Linked DNA regions of Gossypium hirsutum: region 2 is linked to region 1. The links are chromatin contacts, called in public Hi-C maps. All regions are on one chromosome and are shown on one strand. Each heading gives the region's core, a stretch centred on a gene start, on an enhancer-like site or on the middle of the called end of the contact. The rest is flanking DNA. Distances are from core to core; before and after follow the strand shown.

What was found. A called contact is a pair of places that touch in the nucleus more often than the background predicts.
Region 2: a Hi-C map of leaf shows a contact between it and region 1, with 2.4 times the contacts expected there. The contact joins the promoter of LOC121210963 here to the promoter of LOC121203041 in region 1. A contact is called at or near these places in 2 of 34 Hi-C or Micro-C datasets (both in leaf).

The regions. Positions count from the first base shown.
Region 1 is chrA12:89,255,370-89,260,625 of Gossypium_hirsutum_v2.1, forward strand. LOC121203041 reads right to left here and starts at 1,489. Exons shown (of 4, transcript XR_005906270.1): 1 at 435-1,489; 2 at 247-324; 3 at 1-5. It overlaps LOC121210956 (a long non-coding RNA gene), which reads left to right and starts at 3,193. Exons shown (of 2, transcript XR_005906271.1): 1 at 3,193-3,686; 2 at 3,920-4,447.
Region 2 is chrA12:89,417,806-89,422,349 of Gossypium_hirsutum_v2.1, forward strand. It overlaps LOC121210963 (dual-specificity RNA methyltransferase RlmN), which reads right to left and starts at 2,939. Exons shown (of 8, transcript XM_041083017.1): 1 at 2,550-2,939; 2 at 2,358-2,460; 3 at 2,082-2,179; 4 at 1,777-1,907; 5 at 1,566-1,674; 6 at 664-855; 7 at 333-469. The coding sequence starts at 2,891. It overlaps LOC107946222, which reads right to left. Exons shown (of 3, transcript XM_016880455.2): 3 at 4,477-4,544.

The sequences.
Region 1 (5,256 bases), core at 239-2,738:
TACCTCTGCAGAAAGTCAAATAGCAACATGTCAAATCTCGATTCAATCACAATGCGGAGATCTTACATTAGACCCTTTCCTTTCTTTATTTGTTTGGTTCCCGGAAGATGATCAGAAACAGAGAGGAGAAGAAAGGTGGAACTTTTTTTTTTGAATTCGTATTTTCTTGGTAGTTGGCTTCTTTTTTGTTAAAATTTAAAAAAGACGGATTAAAATTAGGATATATATATATATAAGAGATTTTACCTTGCCGTTTTCAGCCAACTCCGGAACCTTGTAGGCATCCGCCGTTACCTCCGTCAGCCACAATCCGGGAAACAAGTACTGTAACCAAAACCAATAACCAACCAATAAACAAATAAATAAATAATGAAAAACACCAAAAACAATCGGAAAAAATGTAAAAAATAAAAAAAAAATAAAACGAAACTTACATCCAATTGCTTCTGAACATTGCGTGCGCGTTTCTTTGGTCTTCTCGGAGGGCGGTGCCCGGCCATCGCCATGAAATCCTCCTCGATCTCTTTCTTCGATAGCGGCACCGAAAATTTCGGTCGTGGCTTTTTCTTGTCGGAGGCCACCGCCGATGCCGCCGGTGGTCCCTTGTCTCTTACTCTGGATGACTGAAACACCTCATTCCTCATCGGAGAACTGTAATTGTTGTTAGTTACTTCTCCGTCAACCGGAGCCTTACACGCGGCACGCCTTGTCCTCAGATTCCACGGCCTCGCCTCCACCTCTACCGCAGGCGATTCCTCCCTCTCTTTATCTTTAACTTTGTGCTTATGTTTAGGCTCTTCAAATTCCTCCTCGTCGTCATCCACCTCATCGTCGTCGGACACTTCGTCTCTAAAAATTGCATCTTTGATCTCATCCGCCGCCGTTTTAAGATCCTTAATGATCTTCTCCCTAACTGCCTCGATCCCCGCCGCCGCCTCCCCCTTAGATATCCTCAACCGCTGCTCCCTAGCGTAATCGGTGTTCTTGCTGCTGGGAGATGACTCTGATTCGCGCCGCCGCATTCCACCAACCATCAAACTGTCAAACTTAGAGGGGGGAGATCGGCGTCTTTGAAGGACACGGCGACGACAATGCTGGTTGTGATCAGCAGGGGGGGCGGTGGAAGAGTCGGTGGCGGTGGAAGCATCGTCAAGTTTCATACACCTGAGATATCTCCGATTGCCCCACTTCAAACAAGGAAGGTTGAAATTGTGAAGAGGTTTTGATCTCTCGGGTCCCATCGCCATCCCTCTCTCACCGGAAAACACCATTGATCGCATCACAGAGCGAGCTCAATGTTTAATACCAAGAATTCCCGATGGATTTCCTTAATCTTTTTCAACTGGCTTTGAAGGAGTTAATTTTTGTCGTAGCGGGTAGGTTTCTTCTTTGCTATGCTAATCGACGGGAACGCGTTGAGAGAGTTTTCGTCATGCGATATATAGATTTTATATTGGGGAGTGAGGGAAGGAGAGGGCCGGTTCTAACGTTCAGGTTATGTGATTTCTGGGGGTATTTTGTAATTTCATTTCCTTTTGAGGGTATCCTGCTAAAATGCACCTTGGTGTGTAAAGTTTACCGGTATTGGGGAATTCCTTGGGTTAAAGCCTCGTTTTCGAGTTGGCGAAACTACTCGTTTGGTTTTTCACTTTCTACTTTTTATCTCTTCTTATTACCCAATGCGTTTATTATTAGGTTAAAATCTTTTTCGGAATTTAAATTTTATTTTATTTATATTTATATTTATATTTATATTTTTATGAGTTTAATTTTTTAAAATTCTAAATTTAAGCTTAATTATTAATGCGGTTAATTTTTTATTAAATTTATTGTTGTAATGTTTTAAAAAAATTTCATTCGGTAATTATGTAACTAAAATTTTTTTTAACGAATCTAAATTTAATAAAAAAAAATTTTAATAGTGTTAATAATTACACTTAAATTTTCAAATATGCAAAATAAAAGAATTAAATTTTTAAAAATAAAAGGACAAAAATTAAATTCTAAATTTTTAAAAACAACATATTTTAACTTTATTATTATTGGCAAGTTAACTTTCAAAATTTGGATTTAGAATTAAAAATAGAATAATTTGAATGGTACAATATTTAAAAATATTGTATTTATAATTATTTCTCAAATTCATGATTATCTAATAGCAAATTTGAAATTTTAAAAAATATTTTTTAATTTGATAAATTTATATTTTTATACTTTTTAAATCTCAATTATATTACATAATAAATAAAATTTAAATTCATAATCACAAACCAAGAATTAAAGATTTGAAAATTTGATGAAATAGTAAAACGAAATAACAATGTCAATGTGAGTTTATGTGGTTTCTTATCATTGAAAGAAAGTGGTGTAATTTTTGTTGCATTTGTGTGATTGGTTTAATAGTTAAACATTATATGTACTAGGATCGTGTCGTAGGTGAATGAAAAATTTTATATTAAAATTAATTTTATAAAAAATTTATTTATAATTTAATTACAGAGGAAGTGGTAAAGTTTTTATATAATTTTTTTTTATCAATTTTGGTTCCATTTTAAGACATTTGAATTTTTTTAACTAGTGATTTTTAGTTTTTTATTTGAATATTTCATATAAAAATAGTAAAAAAAACAAAACAAAATAAAATAAAAGCACCACTAGAATGAGATTTATTCTTTTTTTTAAAAAAATATTTTTTAAAGTAATTTTCTTGAGACATTAATCTCAACAAGGGATTTTATTATAACGAGATTATGGTACACCCACATTGTGGGTAAAAAAAATATAAAAAATATATTTATTATAAGTTTATATAAAAACTAAATGCAACTATGGTTGGAATGATAACATTTAAAATTTAAAATTTATGGTGTTTTAGGTTCAAATATATATATATATAACATCATCTATACTAATATTTAAGCACTTGGGTGAGTTGGTGCCTTAAGCCTCTACATTAACGGTTTCCTTCTTTGACCTCATTGATCATTAAAATCAATCGAATGACCAATTAAATGGGGACACAACTTTTGATTTAATCTTATATTTTTCTCATAAAAATTATAGAATTTTTAAAAATGTAAAATTAATAAAATATTTTTTTTGAAATTCGACTAGATTATTATTATAATAAAAACTCAAAACAAAGAAGACCCATTTGCTGAATTGGGTACACTTCAATTAATCGGGCTAAGGTAAAAACAATGAAATAAATAACAGGCCTACAGCAGAAGGCCCAGCAGAATTAAAAAAGGAAATGAAAAGACAAAGCAAAATCTAGAAACCTAATTCAAAACCTCCAGTCGTCAGAACAGCTGGCCTCCAAAAAAAAAAAATCATTTCCTATCACCAGGTACAGCTGTAAAATAGTAGATCTGCAGCATATCTTTTACTTTTCTGCTACATTTATCAAAAAATTAATTGTTTCTTCATTCATTTCAAAGGTTATCCACTTTTCTTCTTTCATTTCAATCTTTGCAGACACTCCTCTTTTAGACTAAAGCTTTGTTTCTTCTTCCATTTCAAGTAACACCCCATTTTCTTCTTCAATAGCATTTCAAACATTAAAGGCACTCCTTCTTCCCTTTCGGATCAAAGCTCTCAGACGTAGGTGCTCCATTTCTCTTCGGATGGTTTCTGGAATCCCTCCTTCCAGTTAAAAATTCATTCCTTTGTTTAGCGCTTCTTTTGTGAGTAGTTCAGCACATATATTTTCAGTCCTTGGGATAAATTGAATCTGAATCTCTTGAAAATGACATATTATTTCTTTAATGTCGCTGATGAATGCTCCAATAATTGAACTGTCCTTGATAAACCGTAATTTATACATATTTCTATCACATGCTTAGCACATTTTATGGATGATTTTTCCTTAGAATTGGTGAATTTGATGCTCCTAATGCCTTAATTTCATGTTTTATAGTTAGGTGAACGTAGGAGAGTGAAAGGAACGAGAAACGGGTCAAAAACAGAGAAAATAGGCCAACGTACGAAATCAACACGGCCTGGACTTCCTCACACGGGCAGACCACACGGCCGTGTCCCTTTGTCAAGGTCAAAGCACGATTTGCACGGGTAGATCACACGCCCGTGCCCATTTAACAGCCTTGACCATGGCCTTAAGCAATCGCACACAAGCGTGTCCCTGCCGAGCCCAAGTTTAGTCCAATTCGGAAAAGGCCAATTTTGAGGGCTCTTAGGCATTCCAAAGTTTAAATACCTGATGAGGCACTTAGACTGGGGGACGCAGAGGAGGAAGCAAAGAATTGCTCAAGGAAAGCCGATCGATCCATCTCAGAAGTCGAATTCACCATCAAGGCTGAAGATGTCTCTTTAGATTCTCTCAGGAGTTTTGGGTTTTCTTATATTTTGTTATTTTTATTCTTTTGAGATGTGTTCTTTCATTAGTATGAACTAAAACCCCTAAATACCTAAGGAGAATGAAACCTAAGACAGATCTTGTTATTATTATCTGAATTATATGATAAATATTTGAGTTATTCTTAATATGTGTTCTTAATTCTTGTTTTGATATTCCAAGATATTGATTCAAGTTAAGCTCTTATTCAGATAAGGAATAAACCCTGTCTAAGAGTAAATTTTTCATAATTAAGTAGAGTTGGTTGCGCGCCTAGAGATAGGGTGACAAGATTTTGCCAGATTAAGGTGAAACCTAATAAGGGGATCCATAAATCGAGTTAATGCAACCCTAGGGCGTTAATTAGAAAGAGATTTCAATTATTCAATCTAGGGTTAGACGTTATTAGTCTTGAGAGAGATAATAATACAACTTAGGGATCTCTACGGAACAAGTTGAATGAATAAATCGTCCGATTCAGAGTCAAATAACAAGTGAAGTCTAGGTGGATTTTTCCTTGGGTATTGTCTTAATCAATCGAGTTTTCCAAAAAATATTTTCCCCAAATTTCTTTTCTGTAATTTCTTAGTTTAGTTAATTAGTTAGATATACAAAACCTTTTTATTTTTTAGGCTAGAAAATAAAAAGAAAGTTGATACTAGTGCTTTTAGTTCCTTTGGGTTCGATAATTCGGTCTTGCTAAAGCTATACTACTATTCGATAGGTACACTTGCCTTTATCGTGATAATAGTTAGTTTCAAGAATGATTCATTGTAAATATTTAAAACCTGTCATGAATATCACGTATCAAGTTTTTGACGCCGTTGCCAGGGAACTAAGATATTAGGAACACTCGATTTTTATTACTTTAGCCATGTACTTCTACTGCAATTTAAATTTTA
Region 2 (4,544 bases), core at 1,689-4,188, 160 kb after region 1:
TTCTACAATAGACCAACAGGTAGGATATTGAGGTTACATCACTGCAGAGACAAACGGATTGAGACCCACTGAAATTCAATCTGTAGACCGAATATCTATACTTCAGGTCTAAGATAAAGCAAAATGTTTGAGACACAATGTGTTATGTATAATCATATTGTCCAAATCTCAGTTGCACTTGAACTGGCCCTTGAAATTGATACACACACATTAATCGACAGTCCACAAGTTTCAATATTTTAGGGGAAAGGGTGATTGCATACAATCTAACTCTGCATACCCAAACACTTAAACAATATGAAATATTGCTCAAAAGGGAAAGGTTATCTAACCTGTCATTGATTCCCGCTAGCATCACATATTCAAATAGAACTTTGTAGTTATTTTTGAACTTTAGTTCCTCCCTAAGGGTCTCAAGAAGAAAGCTTAATTTATACTTCCGATTAATTGGCATGATCCAATTTCTGACCTGCATGATTTGTCAAAAAAATGTCAGTCTCCCACTTTCTAGATCTCCCCCTCTACATTTATTTGTGCCTTCCTTTAGTGTGCGAGTGTCCACACAAGTGCACTCCTCTCTCCCTTATGTGTATGTGCATGTCTGCATATATTTATGCAAAAGAAAGAGGAGCAGCAATAAGAATATATATGATAATAAAGTACCTCATCAGTTGTAGCATTTAAACTAACAGCTAATGCACATTTTGATTCATGGAGAAAACGTTTCAGCTGAGGGACAAGTCCGCTTGTAGAAACAGTGACCTTGCGAGGGCTAAAGTGAAGGCCTTGTTCATCCACCATGATATCAGCAGCTCTTATGACATTTTCAATATTATGAAATGGTTCACCCATTCCCTACAAATTCACATAGCAACAATAGGATTAGAGTTTCACTGAAAAATCATTGAATACCCATCTCCCAGATAATCTAAGACGACCCTGTTGAACCCACTAGTATTCTGTAGAAAGAGGATTAAATTCCCACAATATTTTCATTTATTACGACCAAAACAGGTAAGCTGGAAACCATTGACTACTCAACTACCATATAATCTAACAAAACCCATTGAGTTTACTACAGCAAAAACAGGATTAAATACCCACAAGATTTACATTGTTCCCCACAAGAATAATTGAAAGAAGCTGATGTGGAAAAGAAAATTGAAACAACAATAGTTCATTTAAAGGGAAATTCTTTTGAGTGTCTATACACAATATAAAGGGTTGACAACTCTACTTGCCATATATAATTAAAACACGCAATAACAGAAGGTCAAAACAGAATTCTTGCAATTATTCCTTAAAGAAATGAAATTTTTTGCTCAAAAACTGACTTTCAAATAACTAGCACTTTATGACTACAGACCAGTTTGATGCTGTTTGCGTAATCATTTCCAGAACAACAAAACTCCATCTAGTAGACACACAACATGCCAAATTATTAATATAAGTACACATTCTAATAGATATAAGAAAAAAGTATGCAGATCCCAACGGGCAAGAGAGCAATTATATTTTCTCAAGCATTACACTCAATGAACACTAGAAACCTACAATAAACATACCATAAATACAACATTCGTAATAGAACCAACATCACCAGAGAGCAATCGCCTTGCATATACTGCTTGCTCTACGATCTCGGCTGCTGTTAAATGCCTCCTCAGACCCATCCTACAATATGGATCCATGAATCAAAGGAATGCACCTTATTGACAAAAGATTTCTAAGAGTCTGAAATTATCTAAATTGCCAATTGAGGAAAATATAATTTACCTGCCAGTATAGCAGAATTGGCAATTCATGGCACAGCCCACTTGACTTGAAACGCAAACAGTTGTCCTGCCCCTATCGCAAGGTATCACAACTGTTTCTATTACCAACCCGTCATCCAGCGCAAACAATATCTGCAACCTCCTGTGTGAGTTTCAAAATCAATGAGAAGATTCTCAAAGTAACGCAAGCAACTGACCCAAGGTGGACATACAAATTTAAGGTTTTACAGAGATGAAAAGCATCCGAGTCAAAACAAATAGTCTAATCACATTGCCAGAGATTGCACATGATTAGATTATGCGTACCTTTCTAGTGCCATCAGATGCAGTGAGAATATCTTTCAAGGACAAGGCCCTAAGTTCAGCATGCTCACTCAGCATTTTCTTGAAATCTTTGTTTAATCCTAAAAGCCACGATTGCACATCAGTTCAATCAGTACAAAAGAAAAGTTACAGGAATAACACGGGAACTAAATCAGTTCGCTCATTAGCAAGATTACAAAAGCAAAAATAAAACAAAAAAAAAGGAAAAACATGGTTCTCTAATGGATGAAGTAAGCTTGATAGAAAGAAAAAAAAAACCTTTTAGTTCATCAATATCATGTGCCCAGATATTGTCTCCATAGAGACGCTTCCATAACATTAAAGCCTGACCAGGCCTGAATCCATGTGATTGAACCCATTCCTGAAAAAGAAACCCCCAATAAGATTAGACACACGGATTCAAAATACAAACTTCAGAACATAAATTGTTCAAATAAAATAAAGACCCACTTGAAACTCGGCATAATTCAGCCCTTTGAGAAGCACCTTGGAGCCCTTGGACAGATGTGTATAGGTTTGGCCACGTTCACCATCAGGGAAATCATGGTTTTCTGGGAGGGAAAGTAGTGAGGAAGCAGAAGAGCAGCAAGAGGGGGTGGAAATAGAAATGGAGCGAGGGCCATAGGAAGAAGGTAAGGAAATGAGGTGAGGCGGTTTGAAACAAGTGAAGGAAAAGAGAGGGTGAGGGGGAAAACAAGGAAGTGTAGTAGCAGAGGAGGAATAAGCCATAGCGAGGGGGAGAGGGTTAACTCCGAATCGGACTCGCCTCATCCACATATAACCCGTCTCCATTTTGTGTTTTGTTGTTTACTGAAAATCCCAGGTTTTTATCAGGGTTTCGTTTCCGATACTATCATCTTACACGACGTCGTAGCTCTTTTTGTTAGCGGAAAAAACCAATGGAAATTAGAATAGAAATGAAAAAAGTAAGATACGTTTTATGGTGAACCATTTTTAATTTTCTTTTCCTTAATAATTAGAATGTATCTCAGACTTTGGACTAATCACCTGGAAGAAATTTATAATAATTTTATTTCTTGCAAAAGTAAGATATTACAAAATCAAATAATATTAAATTTTAGATTATAATCACTATTGCTAGTAAATTTGAAATAAATATATTATTACTTCTTAAATTATTGTTATTTAAGTTTGTTTTACTTTACGAAATAAGGAGTTCAAACATTCGATTTTATCATCTAAAGTTATTTTACTTTAATAAATAATGGATTCATTTATTCTATGTTGCTTGAATTTTTTTTTTAAAAGGAGGTCGATTTGGTTAAAATAAATTTGTGAAGTGGCTACAAAGGTAATAGATTCACAAAATAAGTACTCCATCAAGTATTTGATAATGCAAACCATACACTTTGCGCATAATCACTCGTCAAGGAAATCTCATACTTGCGCTTGACAGGATTTGAACTCAATTATTATATGAAATTCCCCCATTAAAAATAATATCAAACCATCGTCTACTCAAAGCCAATGAACCCCTTAACACATCCGATATCATTGTCAATGAAGAGTGTCTCCCAACTCTAATGAGAGCCTAAATGTCTCAAGAGACGGCGGGTTCACAAAGTGAAAGTGTGCTCATAGGGTATCTGAGAAGGTGAACTATATAGGTTGTGAATGGACAAACATCAAGGAAATCTCCCATTTGCATTTGATGAAATTTGAACCCATATTTTTGAGCAAATCACGCTACAACTTGCTACCATGCGCAAATATAAGATTTTATTGATGGGTAACTATATCCATACTCATGATTCACCTATTTAGGCACCCGATGAAACATTTTTATTCTGTGAACCCATCACATTTTCAAATACCCAAACCTTCGTCAAAGTTAAGAAACTGACACTTTACAAACTTCTCCGGATTGAATCAATCTCCCCTCAGCAAACATAACCAAATACTTAAGAATAAGATTTGAATTTAATACATATTGTTTTGAAGGTAGAAACTAAATGCATATTAGATTTAAATTTTGAAGTAATTATATAAATTCAAATATTAAAAAAATACAAATAAGCAACACTACAAACCCTAAATCTGCTGCGGTTAGGGTTGAAATTCAAGATCTTAAGTAAACATTTTTCCTTTATTTTAAATTATTATTTGAGATTAATAAGTCAATTTTTTTTCCTTCATCAAGAAAAACCACTAGTTTTAGTTAACACATGAATATTTATTAGTTTGATGGGCAGTGAATACAGCAGGTATTGACATGAGCATTTAATAGTCTAGTGACATTAAAGCATTTAGTTCTGCCATTAAATAAAACGATGCTAACAAAGAAAATGAATGGTATTGCCATGAGTATATGACTCAATCGCATGCAACTATTTCCCCTAAATTAACAAAAAGAAGATTAAAAAAAAAGGCCATATCATATCACTTCATTATAACTTGAAAAGATACGACCAGCAAGAAATATAT